Linked DNA regions of Mus musculus: regions 1, 3, 4 and 5 are each linked to region 2. The links are chromatin contacts, called in public HiChIP or PLAC-seq maps. All regions are on one chromosome and are shown on one strand. Each heading gives the region's core, a stretch centred on a gene start, on an enhancer-like site or on the middle of the called end of the contact. The rest is flanking DNA. Distances are from core to core; before and after follow the strand shown.

Evidence for each region. HiChIP or PLAC-seq counts read pairs in DNA pulled down with a chosen protein or histone mark.
Region 1: a contact with region 2 is called in a FOXA1 HiChIP or PLAC-seq map of pancreatic cancer cells. The contact joins the enhancer-like site here to the promoter of Nfx1 in region 2. A contact is called at or near these places in 14 of 39 promoter capture datasets (the C10 cell line, cranial neural crest, embryonic stem cells and 9 more), 6 of 15 datasets of contacts at CTCF or cohesin (the NIH/3T3 cell line, embryonic stem cells, large pre-B cells and 2 more), 87 of 484 Hi-C or Micro-C datasets (the AtT-20 cell line, B cells, the C10 cell line and 50 more), 54 of 115 datasets of contacts at active chromatin or transcription factors (the 230-238 cell line, DN3 thymocytes, the HPC-7 cell line and 36 more) and 4 of 9 other capture datasets (adipose tissue, embryonic stem cells, liver and 1 more).
Region 3: an HNF4G HiChIP or PLAC-seq map of pancreatic cancer cells shows a contact between it and region 2. The contact joins the enhancer-like site here to the promoter of Nfx1 in region 2. A contact is called at or near these places in 7 of 115 datasets of contacts at active chromatin or transcription factors (effector CD8 T cells, embryonic stem cells, extraembryonic endoderm stem cells and 3 more) and 2 of 9 other capture datasets (adipose tissue and liver).
Region 4: an H3K27ac HiChIP or PLAC-seq map of microglia shows a contact between it and region 2, with 3 times the contacts expected there. The contact joins the enhancer-like site here to the promoter of Nfx1 in region 2. A contact is called at or near these places in 11 of 39 promoter capture datasets (the C10 cell line, the HPC-7 cell line, cranial neural crest and 8 more), 4 of 484 Hi-C or Micro-C datasets (bone marrow-derived macrophages, embryonic stem cells, pre-megakaryocyte-erythroid progenitors and 1 more), 5 of 115 datasets of contacts at active chromatin or transcription factors (bone marrow-derived macrophages, embryonic stem cells and microglia) and 3 of 9 other capture datasets (adipose tissue, embryonic stem cells and liver).
Region 5: an H3K27ac HiChIP or PLAC-seq map of embryonic stem cells shows a contact between it and region 2, with 18 read pairs. The contact joins the enhancer-like site here to the promoter of Nfx1 in region 2. A contact is called at or near these places in 2 of 484 Hi-C or Micro-C datasets (the G1E-ER4 cell line and stem cell-derived cardiac mesoderm), 17 of 115 datasets of contacts at active chromatin or transcription factors (craniofacial prominence, differentiating embryonic stem cells, effector CD8 T cells and 10 more) and 2 of 9 other capture datasets (adipose tissue and liver).

Annotation. Positions count from the first base shown.
Region 1 is chr4:40,775,653-40,778,352 of GRCm38.p6, forward strand. It overlaps Gm34213 (a long non-coding RNA gene), which reads left to right. Exons shown (of 3, transcript XR_390479.3): 3 at 876-1,124. It also overlaps the pseudogene Psenen-ps. Among named protein-coding and RNA genes, the nearest start is that of Gm34213, 4.0 kb to the left of the region's middle. Within about 2 kb of position 1,434, at least 65 of the 459 cell types and tissues checked have an H3K27ac peak or open chromatin away from gene starts, as enhancers often do. A contact at or near this core is called in CD8 T cells, the G1E-ER4 cell line, the HL-1 cell line and 9 more, where this site is marked.
Region 2 is chr4:40,969,688-40,972,387 of GRCm38.p6, forward strand. Nfx1 (nuclear transcription factor, X-box binding 1) reads left to right here and starts at 1,256. Exons shown (of 24, transcript NM_023739.3): 1 at 1,256-1,372. The coding sequence starts at 1,348. Gm52692 (a long non-coding RNA gene) reads right to left here and starts at 472. Exons shown (of 2, transcript XR_003955193.1): 1 at 1-472.
Region 3 is chr4:40,816,824-40,819,523 of GRCm38.p6, forward strand. All of the region lies in intron 2 of B4galt1 (UDP-Gal:betaGlcNAc beta 1,4- galactosyltransferase, polypeptide 1), which reads right to left. Among named protein-coding and RNA genes, the nearest start is that of Mir5123, 32 kb to the right of the region's middle. Within about 2 kb of position 1,303, at least 25 of the 459 cell types and tissues checked have an H3K27ac peak or open chromatin away from gene starts, as enhancers often do. A contact at or near this core is called in pancreatic cancer cells, where this site is marked.
Region 4 is chr4:41,191,401-41,194,100 of GRCm38.p6, forward strand. Ube2r2 (ubiquitin-conjugating enzyme E2R 2) reads left to right here. Exons shown (of 5, transcript NM_026275.4): 5 at 1-1,970. Among named protein-coding and RNA genes, the nearest start is that of Gm22888, 10 kb to the right of the region's middle. Within about 2 kb of position 1,346, at least 39 of the 459 cell types and tissues checked have an H3K27ac peak or open chromatin away from gene starts, as enhancers often do. A contact at or near this core is called in the HPC-7 cell line and microglia, where this site is marked.
Region 5 is chr4:40,793,296-40,795,995 of GRCm38.p6, forward strand. No RefSeq gene overlaps it. Among named protein-coding and RNA genes, the nearest start is that of Gm34213, 22 kb to the left of the region's middle. Within about 2 kb of position 1,251, at least 27 of the 459 cell types and tissues checked have an H3K27ac peak or open chromatin away from gene starts, as enhancers often do. A contact at or near this core is called in embryonic stem cells and trophoblast stem cells, where this site is marked.

The sequences.
Region 1 (2,700 bases), core at 184-2,683, 190 kb before region 2:
GGTTTATCCCTTCTGCCTGGATTCCTTTGCGGGAGATTTGCGGGAGATGCCGCAGTTTTCAGTGGAGTTTGTTGTCGATTTTGTTTTTCTTCTCCTGCCCAGCCCCCCCACCCCCTCCGCTCCCCAGTGCCTATTCTTGGAGTTTGGTCCCTTCTATCTCTTTCTGCTAGTCCTATTTGTACCCTCTGATTACCTTCCTCCCATCGTCTGCCTTCCAGGAGGCTCTTGCTTCCGAAGGAACCTAACCAGTCACTATGCACCACTGCTTGCCTGTGAGCTGCAGCACTGAGAGCGGCTGAACTGGGAATTCCAGGGTGTGCTGTTAGGAGCTCTCATCATTCCTGAGAGTCAGGTGGTGGGGGTGCAGGCCTTTAATCCCAGTGCTCAGGAGTCAGAGGCAGGCAGGTCTCTGGGAGTTTGAGGCCAACCTGGTCTTGTGCTGTGAGTTCTAGGATAGCCAGGGCAACTGTCTGAAAAATTAAAAATGAAATAAGTTTTCTGAGGATCAAATGAATTATTATTACATGTAAAACATGTTAACCATATCTGGCACATCTAGCACTGAAAAAGAATGTGCCATAGTTATCATTTAAAGCTGTGGAGATAGCTCAGCACTTACAAGCACCCGTGGCTCTTCCAGAGGACCCAGGTGTGATTGCCAGCTCCCACATAGCAACTCGCAACCATCTGTAACCATCAGGCCTCAGGAGATCTGATGCCTCCGACCTCCTGGGCACCTACATTCATATCCACATGTCTAAGGGTTTTTGGTGCTATGAAGAGACACCATGACCATGGCAAACCTTATAAAGGAAAATATTTAATTGGGGCTGGCTTACAGGTTCGGAAGTTTAGTGTATTATTTGTCATAGCAGGAAGCATGCCAGCATGTGGACAGACATGGTGCTGGAGAGGTAGCTGAGAGTTCTACATCTGGATTAGCAGGCAGCAGCAAGAGACTGTGAGTCATGAGCCCAGCTTGAGCTTCTGAACCCTCAAAGCCCATCCCCCCGGGCACACTTCCTCCAACAAGACCACGCCTCCTAATCTTTTCAAATAAAGTCACACTCCCTATGAACATGTGAGAGCCATTTTCATTCAATTAACACACACCTGTACGTGGTTTTAAGACATAATTGTTTTCAATTTTTAAGATGCTGTCAAAGTCTTCCTGCAGTTTCTATTTCTTCTTCTTTTTTTTTGTTCGTTTGTTTGTTTTACGAGACAGGGTTTCTCTGTGTAGCCCTGACTGTCCTGGAACTCACTCTGTAGACCAGGCTGGCCTCGAACTCAGAAATCCACCTGCCTCTGCCTCCCAAGTGCTGGGATTAAAGGCATGTGCCACCACTGCCCGGCCTCAGTTTCTATTTCTTAACACAAAGAGGAAATGAGCACTGTAGGTTCAAACGAGGTCTAAACTGGTCAGTCTGGAGTAAGGGAACACTGTCCTTGTTAACAATCCCAGCTCTCACCAATGAGCTTGCACGCTGTTCCTGTGTCTGCAGGTGGTGGCTGGTTGGTCATCCCATGACCTTCTCCCTTGTCTTAGCCCCCCCTCCCCCAAAACACAATGTGTGGCCCACTGGCCCACTCAGCCTCTGTGATACTAAAGCCACATGAAAAGGTTCTTGCCACAGGCTGGGACTGGAATGTGAGGGTTGTTACCCCACCACTGACTTGCTGGCATTTGTGGCTTCCTGAGGCTTCCCTCTGCTATCCTTTGATCTGGGATCTGAACAAACAAAACCAGGGCACCCGAGCACAGCAGCTTCCTGTACTTTCTCTACAGGGATTTCCCAGAGCTGTCTTTTAAATGGCATCTTTGGCCCTCCTTTCCCAAATTATTTTCTTACAATCTCAAGGAGCTCTGGGGCACAAAATTAGTTCTCAGTCTACACATTTCAGATTTCTCCTTTTCCTTTGGCTAGATGAGGGGAGATTCTGCCCTCATTCCCACTATCCTGCCCAAAGTCTCCGTTTCTCCAATTGCCATGGTAGGTTTGGGGAAGTCCTCTGGCAAGCTCATTGTCAGCAGCAGTGGGGAGACACATAGTCCACGCCTATTGAGTTCTTCTGCAGCCTCAACTCAAATGAAACTGGGTTGGTTTTTTATGTGTTTTGTAAAGACTAGGATGTGTTTTGTAGAGTCAGGGATATGTTTTGTAGAGCGAGGAATGGTGCGGTGGGAGAGGATACCTCAGCAGGCCCATGGGTCTAGTATAGAATAGAGATTATTTGGGGACATGGGAAGGGGAGTTGAGAAGGGAGTAGAGGCAGAGAGAGGGAGGAGACAGAGAAGGAGAGGAGACAAAGGAGAGGGAGAAGGGGAGAGGGAGGGAGGGGGAAGAGAGAAGGTGTGGGAGGTAAGAGAGAAAAGAGAGTCAGAGAATCAGAGGGAGTGAAGGGAAGCCAAACTGTCCCTTTTATAGTGAGTCAGGCCTACCTGGCTGTTGCTAGGTAACTGTTGGGCAGAGCGTAGAAGGAATGCCAACAGTTTTGGTTGAGTTTTATTTTGTTGGATTGTTTTTGTTTGTTGGGTGGTTTGGTTTTTTACCGTAGAGATTTTCAGAATGAGTCAGTATGAAGCAAAGTTGGATTTATTAAAAAGAGATAAAAAATTAGGACAGTATGGACTTAAATCTGAAGTACAGGCAGAAAAAGAGATGGGGAGGGGGCTTGAGTCTCTCAAGCATAGCTAAT
Region 2 (2,700 bases), core at 6-2,505:
CTTCTTAGTCTGTAGATATTAGAAAGAAGTGCAGAAGCCCTGTAACCAAAATGGTCACATCGTGGAGAATGTTTGAGACAGTGTTGTACTGTTGCTCTGGCTAGCCTGGAACTCACTATGTAGATCAGACTAGCCTCAGACTCACAGAGAACTACTGTCTCTGCTGCCAGAGTGCTGGAATTAAAGTCTAAGTCACCACACCTCACCTTGGAAGATTATATTTTACTATAAAAGAGGCTGAGACAGAGAAGATCCTACTGCAAGGCCCGTGCCAAGGTACAACCTTGAGAAATTACGTCATGCAAACAAGACCTGAAGTAAAAGTGGTTTATTGGGAGAAGAGGAGTGAGGGCCTAGGAAAGGAATAGAGGCAGACAAGTAGGCATGGAGCCAGTCAGACAGACAGGAGCAAAGCCATGGGGCAGAGAGAAGGGGACCGGACGCTGACAATAGACAGCTGCTGGGTGGCGGGGGGGGGGAGGGGGGGGACGCTTGGGGGCGTCTCTTTAGACGCAGCACACACCTATCACACACGGTGGAGGCAGGTCTAAGTGGTTGCTAGGGTCCTGGGGGCAGGCCAGCAGAATGCCTGAATACCAACAGGGGCTACATCAGGACACCCTTTCCCCACTCTCCCCCCCCCTCCAAAAAAAAAAAAAACACAGTAACTTCAAACTGTCTACCTCAGTTGGTGTTCATTTGTATTTGTTACTTGCCTACCGGTTTGTGGCTCATTTGCTATTAGTCCTTTAGATACTGTGTTTCGTTTTACACAGACAGGGATAGGTAGCCCAGGACCTGGAACTCACTACATCCCACTCCCATCCCACCCCCGATCCAGCCTCCCAGGTCCTGAAGTCGTGGGCTACCTAACCCTTGGCAGGTAACCTTTTATTGTTTTGCAGTCTTTTCCTCCACAATGCCCTTTGATTACTACAGCGCCCCCCCCCCCCTCGTCGCCTGCGTGAGCCGCTCCAGGCCGCCTCTTAGCTGAAGGTCATTTGAAGCCGGGCGGATGGCAGGACTTGACAAAAAGGCGTAGCAGCTGGAGAACCCAGCAGCTCTCGAAAAGCAATTACGCAAGTTGGGGGCAGTAGATCCTGCGGTCCGGGTGGGTCTCCTCCAGCCACTCGTGTCCCCCCCGCAAACCCCGCTTGCACCCGGGCCGGCGCATTTGTCTGACGTCCCAAATGCGCCATTTCACTGTGTGCTCAGGTAGCACCACCCCCTTGGCTGTCCCCGGGCGCGTAGGAGCGACTAGTCTCTCGGCGCCGGAAATCCGGGACACGTGACCAGGTGACAGCCTTCGCTCGGTGGCGGGGCTCGCTTGAGGTGCTGCGGCACGGGATGGCGGAGGCGCCTCCGGTCTCAGGTACTGTCCCGTTTCCCGCGCGGGACCCCTAGGGTCTAGCAGTCTAGTCCGAAGGGTGCGGGCCATTGCGGTGGCAAGTGGGGTGCGTGCTGCGCGGGGACAGTGGCTCGCGAGGGCCAAGCCACGCGCGCTGCACGTACGGAACCCTCCTCCATCTTCCACGGGATGGGGAGGCTCGGCCCCTGGGTTTCCGAGGAGAGCGGGCGGGTCCCGGCGCCAAGGGAGCGGACGTGGGCCTCTGGCGCCCCCCGCGGGGCTCCTTCCGGCCTTCCCGAGGCCGCGCGGAGCAGAGTCCGGCGGGCGGGCGGGCGGGCGGACGGCCGGCCGGCCGGGCGTAGGCGACTCTCCGTAGCGGGCCCTGGAGGCCAGCGAGTTTGCGCGCTGTGCTAGGGGTGTGTTCTTTACCTCTCGGAGTGGCGGGTTCCGCGCGCGCGGGCCAGCCAGCCAGCGGGCCCAGTCCTGAGGGGGTGTGAAATCCCATATTGAGGTGCGTGACGTGATCCAGTCTCAGTTACCTCATCTGTCAGCCTGGAGTAGTAAGCTAATTCCCAGACCCTCCCTGTTCTCTCCCTGATTGTTGGCTCACTCTCCCTCCTGGAGCTACCCCTGTGGTAGAGACAGCCTCATTTGACTGTTCGTATAAGCTATTTCCATTTTCTTCAAGGTGTATTGGTCAATCCGGGCTTTCAAATTTTGTGGACAGCAAAAAAAAAAAAAAAAAAAAAAAAAAAAAAAAGGAACGTTTTGCATGGGGTATTAGTACACATTTACCTAAATGTAAATGTGAACCGAGAAGCTGGGGCGCTAGTTCAAGTGTTTAAGAACAGTAGCTCCTCAACAGAGCAGTCACGTTCGCTTGCACAACCACCTGGAAAGCTGTGCGATCTGACGCCCTCTTCTGGCCACGGAGGGCATCAGCAAACACGTGGCATATATCCCGTCCCTGTCCCCCCAAAGCACCCTTGCTAAAACAGGAACACAAGATTAAAAGAAAAGTTTTTTTGTTTTTAAAGTAAACCAAATGTTTCAGTGCTATCAGACATGGTAGCGCACATCTTTAATCCCAGCCCTCGGGAGGGCGAAACAGGAGGATCTTTCGAGTTGGAGTCCAGCCTGGTTTACATAGTTGCAGACCATCCAGGGTTACATAGTGAGATCCTGTCTGGGAAGATGGGGTTGGAGGCCGAGAAGCAGAGGTTTCTTTTACTCTCAACAACATACTCTTAACATTACTATTAAGAAGAAGACCACGATGACGACTTGTCACAACCCACTGTGTAGATTTGACATAATGGCCTGCTCTTCCTGAAAATCACAGCAATGTCCAA
Region 3 (2,700 bases), core at 53-2,552, 150 kb before region 2:
CTCGTCTAGTCTCCAGGGAAACCCTGAGTCTGAGAAGCTAAGAAGGACAAAAGTGGCTTCCTTTGATTGCAACCAAGGCCAGAGGACCAGCTAAAGAAAGTCATGTTTCACCCTGTCCAAGTCTCAACAGCCTCTGTCCAACCATTCTGCCTTCCAGGGACGCAGGCCTACACTGTCATCAGCAGACAGATCCTGAGACCCAGATGGCCTGAGGACACACCAGCAATAGGCAGCTCAACAACAAGGTTGCTCCCAGGATTCTCTATGAATCAGAATATCTGTGATGGGAGAGATTAGGTTGTCGTACCCTCATCAAAAAGCCACTCCTACTCACAGTACCTTCAAATCCAGGGGCAGGTCTGTAGCCAATTGCAGTTGCTGACCATGCCCCAAGTATCTTTCTGTGCCTCCGAAGATGCTAAGACCTCGGCTGAGTGAGTTGTGAGACAGCTAGGAGCGAGCGCTCAGAGCTGAGGTCAGGAGCTGGGATGATGCAGAATCCGTGGCAGGTTAATATCTACTCTTCTTTCAGTTCCTAGCAGCTGGGTTCTAGTTTTTATGCATAATAAGTTGGTGGCTTTGGGCTTAGACACAGTCCCCAACAGAACTTGAATCTGGGACTTTTAAGTTTTTCGCCACTAAGTAAAAGACACAGGCTCTTCAGAACAAGGGCCCATACTCTTGGGAGGCAATTCTGTTAGCTACAGTAGTCACAAGGGTGAGCACATTTACTTCTGAGAACACAGGCTGGGAGAGCAGCATGTAAGACACAAGCTAAAAACAGAGACTTCTCTTTCAAAAAGCAATTTGTCTACATACTGGTTAATTATAAAGATGTGCAACGTATTTCTTAACATAACAATCCTATGTGTGAAAATCTAGCCTGAGGAAACAATCTTGAATGCAGAAGAAGCCAACACAGCAAACCTGAGCCTTGAGGATGTTTGCTACTGTTTATTTAGGCTTCTAATAAAGAAAAGGATTAATTGTGGTAGAACTCAGTGACCAATTACTATGAAAGCATTGAAGTTATGGATATGGAGACTATGAAACAGCATGGGAAGATGCTAATGATATGACCTGAGGAGAAAGACAAGATATAAACATTTATATACATACACTATGAGTGTGAGCTCTACCGGGGTTTAATCTAAAGCCGGCGAAGTCTCTCGGGTTCTGCATCATCATGAGCTGGCTTCCACTGATCTCGATGTTTTCCCAGCAAGGCCACAGCAGCCCTGTGCTTGCCTGGGAGGCACCACAGCTGGAAGACAGTCACAGGGGCTTATTCACAGCTTCCCCCTGCCAGAGAGGCCTGGCACTGTGTCAGATGTGAGGACATTACCAGAGTGGCAGTGGCAGCAGCGGTGGCGGCGAAGGTGACGGCAGTAGTTAGGATAGCAGCGGTAGGTAAGTCGACTTTTCTTTCTTTAGAGGAGGCAGAGAGGACAGAAGAGAAGGTAGGTGAAAAGTAAGAAGCCACTCATGAATAGGAAGGCGCTCCTCCTTCAGTTTGCTTTGCTACAAACAGGACTGACAAGTAGAGGCAAAAGTCCCCACTAGAAGGGAAAAGAAGGCACACGCAGAAGATATGGGCAAAGGGACCGGCAAGCCTCAGGCTGCGGCAGGACTCACTGGACCACTCTTCCAATAAAGCCAAGTCCAAATACACTGTCACTCCCTTTTTTGTGTAAATGTCTGGAGGTTATTCATTAGCGCTTGAGTACCAGTAAGTGCTACGACACTCCCCAGGAGAAACCACAGATGTGGTCAGACAGGGAGACAGCAGGGCAGAGGGTGGCACTCAGACTGGACTGGCAGACACTTCCACCACTCCCACTCCACCCCCGTATCAGTCATGCCCCAAGGCAAGGGAAGGTCAACCGCTGAGCCCTCTCCCTCCTAAAGTTCCATCCCCCTACACATCCATTGACAGCTGGAAGAGGAAATAGAAGACAGGTGACATAAAGATAATCAAGACAGAAGTCAAGTCCTAAGGGCCAAGAAGCAGCCACCTTCACGGCTCTGCTTTGCCATAACTGATCCTGACCTCCTGGAGGAACTGCTATCTTAGAGCCTAAAATGGTCCTCGGAGGAGGGGCTGGAGACGGCTCAGTGGTGGGGAACACATGTTGCATTTGTAGAGCATCTCTCTGAGTTTGGTTCCCAGTACTCACATTAGGAGGCCAACAATTGCCCATCATAACTCAAGCTCCAGTGGATGCCCTCTTCTAGCCTCTACTGGCACCTACATTCATGTATACACAAGTGTACACACACACACACACACACACACACACACACACACACACACACGTTTTTCAAAAAGTATCTTCAAAACAAAAACAGAACAAAGTCACAGCCAAACAAAGCACCATCTGACCTCCTAGCACAGGCTGGCACTCTCTCTTTCCCAAAGCCTGTCCAGCCAGGTCTGCCTGGAGGTATCACGAGTCACAAAGGCTCCTGGGGGCTTGGCAGCTATTACTAACAAGCTGCTGCCTCTCTCACATGAGCTAACAAGCCTCATGGTACACCAAGTACACATCATGGCGATCAGGACATTCTATCATCACCTAATCCCAGTCCGCCAGTGACCATGATCTGATTGCCTACGCAGCCTACAAAGCAGCCCTCACTAGAGGTCTATGCAAGTCAAAATACAAAGGAACACGAGAGACTGTGCTTTGGGTTTGGGGC
Region 4 (2,700 bases), core at 96-2,595, 220 kb after region 2:
AGCCCCGTGGTGGTGAGTTTTGTTTCTTTCCCTTCCTAAGGCTGGGCTGCGGTGGGCATCAGGGACTTACTCTCGCTAAGTCTGATGAAATGTGCTGCCTCAGTGACACCATCCCAACATGGAGGCTGCAGCTACTCTGAGGAGCTATCAGATTTTGTTTTTTGGAATTGATTGGGATCTGAAAGCCTGAAATAAATATTCATACTTTACATAGAACCGAGCACTTGGTTGCTATTTATTTTAAAGGTGGGATAACTTTTTCCACCAGAAAGTGGGGGAGGGGAGGTGGTTAGTGTGTGTGCGTTCCTGGTTCTGAAACCACAGAAGGCCTATCCCAGTGTTGGCTGATGCCTCGGGGGAAGGAAGAGTGAGGGCTGCGGCGGGAGGATGCAGCCCAGGTACTCATAAGAGGGTTGATTTAAGTAGCCACTTTAATTACTCAGTGTTAGTCCTACATGCATGGGTTAAGATTGTGCTGTCTTTGAGCTGCGTATCTTGATAGTGACAACTGTGGATGTGTGCAGCTTGGGACTGGTCCTTTTCCTCACTGGAGATGATCTGGACTTCTTGTACTTTGGCCAAGGAGTGCAAGCAGAAATGGTGTGCGGAGCTTCCCCTGGCCCCAGCTGACTCCAGGCAGCCTTGTTTCCTGGGTGTCAGTCACACGTGGCTCCCCCAAGCCTGAGCTCCGGTAGCTTCATCCTAGACTTGAAAGAGGGTTTTGTTTAGCAAACTGTCTAAGTAAAGCCAGACTTCAAGGATAGGGCTTAAGATTCGTGTGTGCCAGGGTCACAGCTCGGAACCAAAGGGCAGAGGGAAACTGGGAAGGACTGACCCTCTGGTTAAGTAGACAGACCATGCTTCCTCCTCTCATGGTTCCCTTTCCTTTCTGATCTCAGGGTTTTCATTCTCTCTTCACACTCCTGAACGAATGCTATTTCCCTGGCTTCAAAAGTTCGGTCTGTTATCAAATGAGAATGTTTAGTGGTGAACAGTGAAATTTAGTGAGTTTACAGTCAGGGCTGTACCTGAGTCTCCTGACTCAGGAACACAGTAAAGAGACATTTCGAGTTTGTTGCTCCCAGATAGCCTGCAGATAGATGTACAGCCAAATCCTCTCTGATCCTCCTTCCCCAGTGCCCACCTGCCTACCACTGAAAGTTCAATAGCCAGTTGTTTGGCCTTACTCTCTTGGCACCCTAAAACTAACCCTTTCCATACTAAAGCACCCCAGTCAAGGGCAGGTTAGGCACCTGGCCAGTGGGAGGCCCCGCTGGCCTGTGGTGCGTGTTAACTCGGAGGCAGAGAGGCAAGAGGAAGTGGGCCTCAGCCTGTGGTGGGGGTGGTCAGTTCCAAGGCTGTGTGGACTTAGGCAGCCCAGATGCTGCAGTCTAAACTGAGTTAACATGCACACACTTAGGTCCCTGAACACCTGTCCTGTGGGAAAAGCCTTGAGTGCATTAATTTTCCCTTTTGGGAATAGATAGTTTTGGGGTGCAAGTAGAAGTTTTGAGCAGTTGTGCTGTTTGCCTGGTGTGAGATGAACGTGACTCCTCTGGGTCTATCCAGGCCTCGCTGAGTGCGTGCTCTTTATCCTGATCCCACTGTTGCCCCTCCCTCTCCGTCGCCCGGCTTTCTCATTCTAGAACTCTCTTAACCACACTACGTTTGTAATCACTTCTCCCTCCTGGCCTGGCCACCATTTGCTGGGTCCCTCGTGTTTGATCCTGGCCACTGGAAGGGGAATTGCCCCCTCCCCAGCCCTCATCAACCAGGTTTACATTTACAACTTTAAAAGATTCAGATGCAATTTCAACTGAAACCAGCAGACATCCTGACCTTACTAGTTTTCTTAGTTTTCATTGTAGATGGTTTTTCAGTTTAACGAATGAGAAGTTTATCTGATGCTTTTTGTTGGCTTCCCCTTTAGTGGTTTGTCTCTTTCTGCCCACCTGTCTAATAAAACTGTGAAATAAAAAATACCTGTATTGCTATTTCCCCATGGATCGACCCTAGCCCCTTGCTAGTTAAAAAATACATCTCATTACCTTAATAATTCTCAGGTCTCCGCTAGAAAGTTAAAGGCACTCCTTGGGCTCCACTGACCTTTTCTTAGAAACTAACTACTCTCAGCCATACTTTCTTTTAAGATAGAAGGTTAAGGGCAAGGACATTTGTTTAATTTGCCTGACGGGTGTTGCCCACCCTGTGCCAACAGAGCTCACCTTGTGCTCATAGTCCAGCAAGAGCATGGCGAGCAGCAGCACCGTGACTCAGTCTGCACACTCAGGTGGCAGAAGAAGGCGCAAGGAGAAAACGGGGGCCCGTTTCAGTCAGATGCTTGCCTTAACTATGGGTCAAAACCTTTAAGTGTCTGATGGCTTGATCACTAACTATGCCGTGATCACCAATTCTCCCCCAAAACGTTGAGACCATTAAAGAACTGCTTTTTAAAAAAGTGTCCCACATATAGATATGTCCAGTCTCAAACTCAGTAAACCCCTGCCTACCTAAGGAGCCCACCTAAAACATCCTGAATGAGGCACGCACACTCTTCTTTCCTCTAGCCTGGTCTCACACAGTGGAGCTGGAGAGCCCCAACACTTCAGGGTACTGAATATTCCCTGCCCCCAACCTCTGACTTAACCAACAGCCACAGGCAGTGGTAGGACAGGTGACTGTCAGCGGCAGCTCTCCAGC
Region 5 (2,700 bases), core at 1-2,500, 180 kb before region 2:
TTTGCAAGAGTAACAAGTGTGTTGTGTTTTGTTTTGTTTCCAGACAGGGTTTCTCTGTGTAGCCCCTGGCTGTCCTGGATCTTGCTCTGTAGACCAGGCTGGCCTCAAACTCAGAGATCTGTCTGCTGCTGCCTCCCAAGTGCTGGGAGCACTGCCAGCCATCTCTGCAGCCCCTCTCTGATTAGCCCTTTATCCAAGGCTGGCCTTTCGGTCCCGTGATGAGGGCTGTACGTGCAGAAAGTGTAGTGAAGGGCTGGTCAGATTGCTGTTTTACTTTTGCTTATTTATATTCATTTATTCTATGTGTATATGTGTTTTGCTTGTGTGTGTGTGTATGTGCACCACATACATGCCTGGTGCTCGAAAAAGGTCAGAAGTGTTAGGGTTCAGGAATCGCCACACAAACCATATGAACACTGATCTCAGTTAAGCAAGAATAGTTTAGTGAGCACACACTCCAGTGCTGGTCAGAGCAGGGACATAGCTCAGAATCATCTGAACTATGACCAGGAACATCTTTTTCTGTCAGCTTATAAACGGGGGGGGGGGAGGGGGGGGCGGGGACGGGGACGGGGGAACGGACCACAGTGAGTTCATATGCAGTTGTAGGAAGTGCTGCCCGGTGGTCAGCTCTGATTCAAGATATTTTAGACATAACAGTTCATATTGACCTTCGATTTGATGGGTCCTACATGAAGCTTTGTGGAATTTCTTAAGATCAGCAAGTCTCATACAGAACATACAGAATAAAACAGGGTATGTGGTCAGCATGTCCTTGAGCCAAGTCACTTCTCTGTCAATGACTGGCGGGCACGTTACAACAACAATATGAAATAGCTGGCAGGCATGGAACAAAATGGCTACAGCTATGCTGAGGATTAGGATATGTCAGACCATAACAAGGGGGCATTAGAGCCCCTGGCATTGGAGGTACAGATGGTTATAAATGACCATGTGGGTGCTAGGAATCAAACCCAGGCCCTCCATAAGAGCAACAGATTGCTCAACTGCTGAGCCTCCTCTCCAACCCCTTGCATGTTTGAGATAGGTTAGAAAACCTACTTGTGCTATGAGCTCTGTTTGGGAGTCAGCAGGAGCTAGGCCACAAGACACCCTCAGGACAGGTTTGCTGTCTCCTTTTGTAAGCTGAACTTTGCATGTCTGAAGCTTCCTTCTGTGAGGTGAGACAGACTATAAAACAGGAAAACCAGCTTTCCAGAGAAATTTGCATAAAGGCCTGGTTTCAGAAGGACTCTGTGCCATGCCCTTGGGAGTCCCTCAGAGCTGCTGTGGGCTGTCTCTCCTTTCTCACCCTCTTCTCTGGCTTCCTGGATTGCCAAAATAGACCTTTGTTTCTGACCCTGAGGTTTTACAGGAGGATGGGACTCTTGTTTTAGGCCTCACAACCTTAGTCTGGTTACAGCACTTAGAGGAGTAAATTGGAGACCCCCCTGAGCTTTCTGAGAACCACAAGCTTGCAGTTAGATCTCTCACCACCTTGCTGCTGCCCAGATGAGGGTCTGAGATGACCCGGCCTTGGTCACTCTGGTCCAGGCTTCCTCTGCTCCCTCTATGGTCCATACCCTCCAAAGTAAGACATTCAATCAGTGGGCTAGTATATGTCATGTCTTCAGAGGTAGAGAGGAGTCAAATAGGGTTGACAGCCCTCGATCCCATGAAGAGCCCTAGAGCTCTTGGAAACTGTGGGTAGTGTATCTGTGCTACAGAGTAGGAACAAAACAGGGACAGCACCCAGACACATAAAGCAAGCAGGGCTGAACCCCAGCAAGCAAACTGTCAACAGCCAAGCCATGGACTATGAAGGACACAATCTCAGCACTCTTAGATACTAGTAGTAAGTTATTTCTCCACCGGTGCAATGAGCCAATTCAAGGCAGATCAGATTATACTAATCCTAGGTTATTGGGAAGCTGTTCTTGGGTGAATTCACTAACCCCAAGGAAGGAGGCCAGGGAAGTCACCATGGGAAGAGATAGAGAGAAGAGGGGAAAGAGAAAGAAAGAAAGAAAGAAAGAAAGAGAGAGAGAGAGAGAGAGAGAGAGAGAGAAAGAGAAAGAGAGAAAGAAAGAAAGAGAGAGAGAGAGAGAGAGAGAGAGAGAGAGAAAGAAAGAAAGAAAGAAGAAAGAAAGAAAGAAAGAAAGAAAGAAAGAAAGAAAGAAAGAAAGAAAGAAAGAAAGAAAGAAAGAAAACATGCTCGGTGAGAGACGGAGAGAGAGGAGACCAAAATGTCTGGATTATATAGAGAAGAGCCTCTGGGAGAAGGGTATCCCAGCCCCTGTGCTGGAAAGTTCAGGGTTAGGGGCAGGGTAGGGACTGAGGGATGCTGGGAGAACCTGGAGGCCAGGTCTGACTTGGTAAGATAACCACCTCAGTTTCGTGTTCCAGAATCTAAAACCAAATAACTAGAAGAGACTCCGGACTGGTGTCTGGGTCAGCTGGCCCAACAGACATATTGGTCATAAGGGAGGTTTCTCTTGCTCTCAACATACAGCCCTTCTCTCATTCATTCCATAGTCTCATTGTGGCTGGGTAAGTATCTAGAGTGAGCCACATGGATCCTGAGTCAGTCAGACCTGATGGAGCTGATGAAGTTAAGGCCATCATTCAGCTCATGACTCAAAAACAAACCACAGGTCCTTGACTTGCTAAAATCAAAACAAACCCCCAAAATTGCCTTCA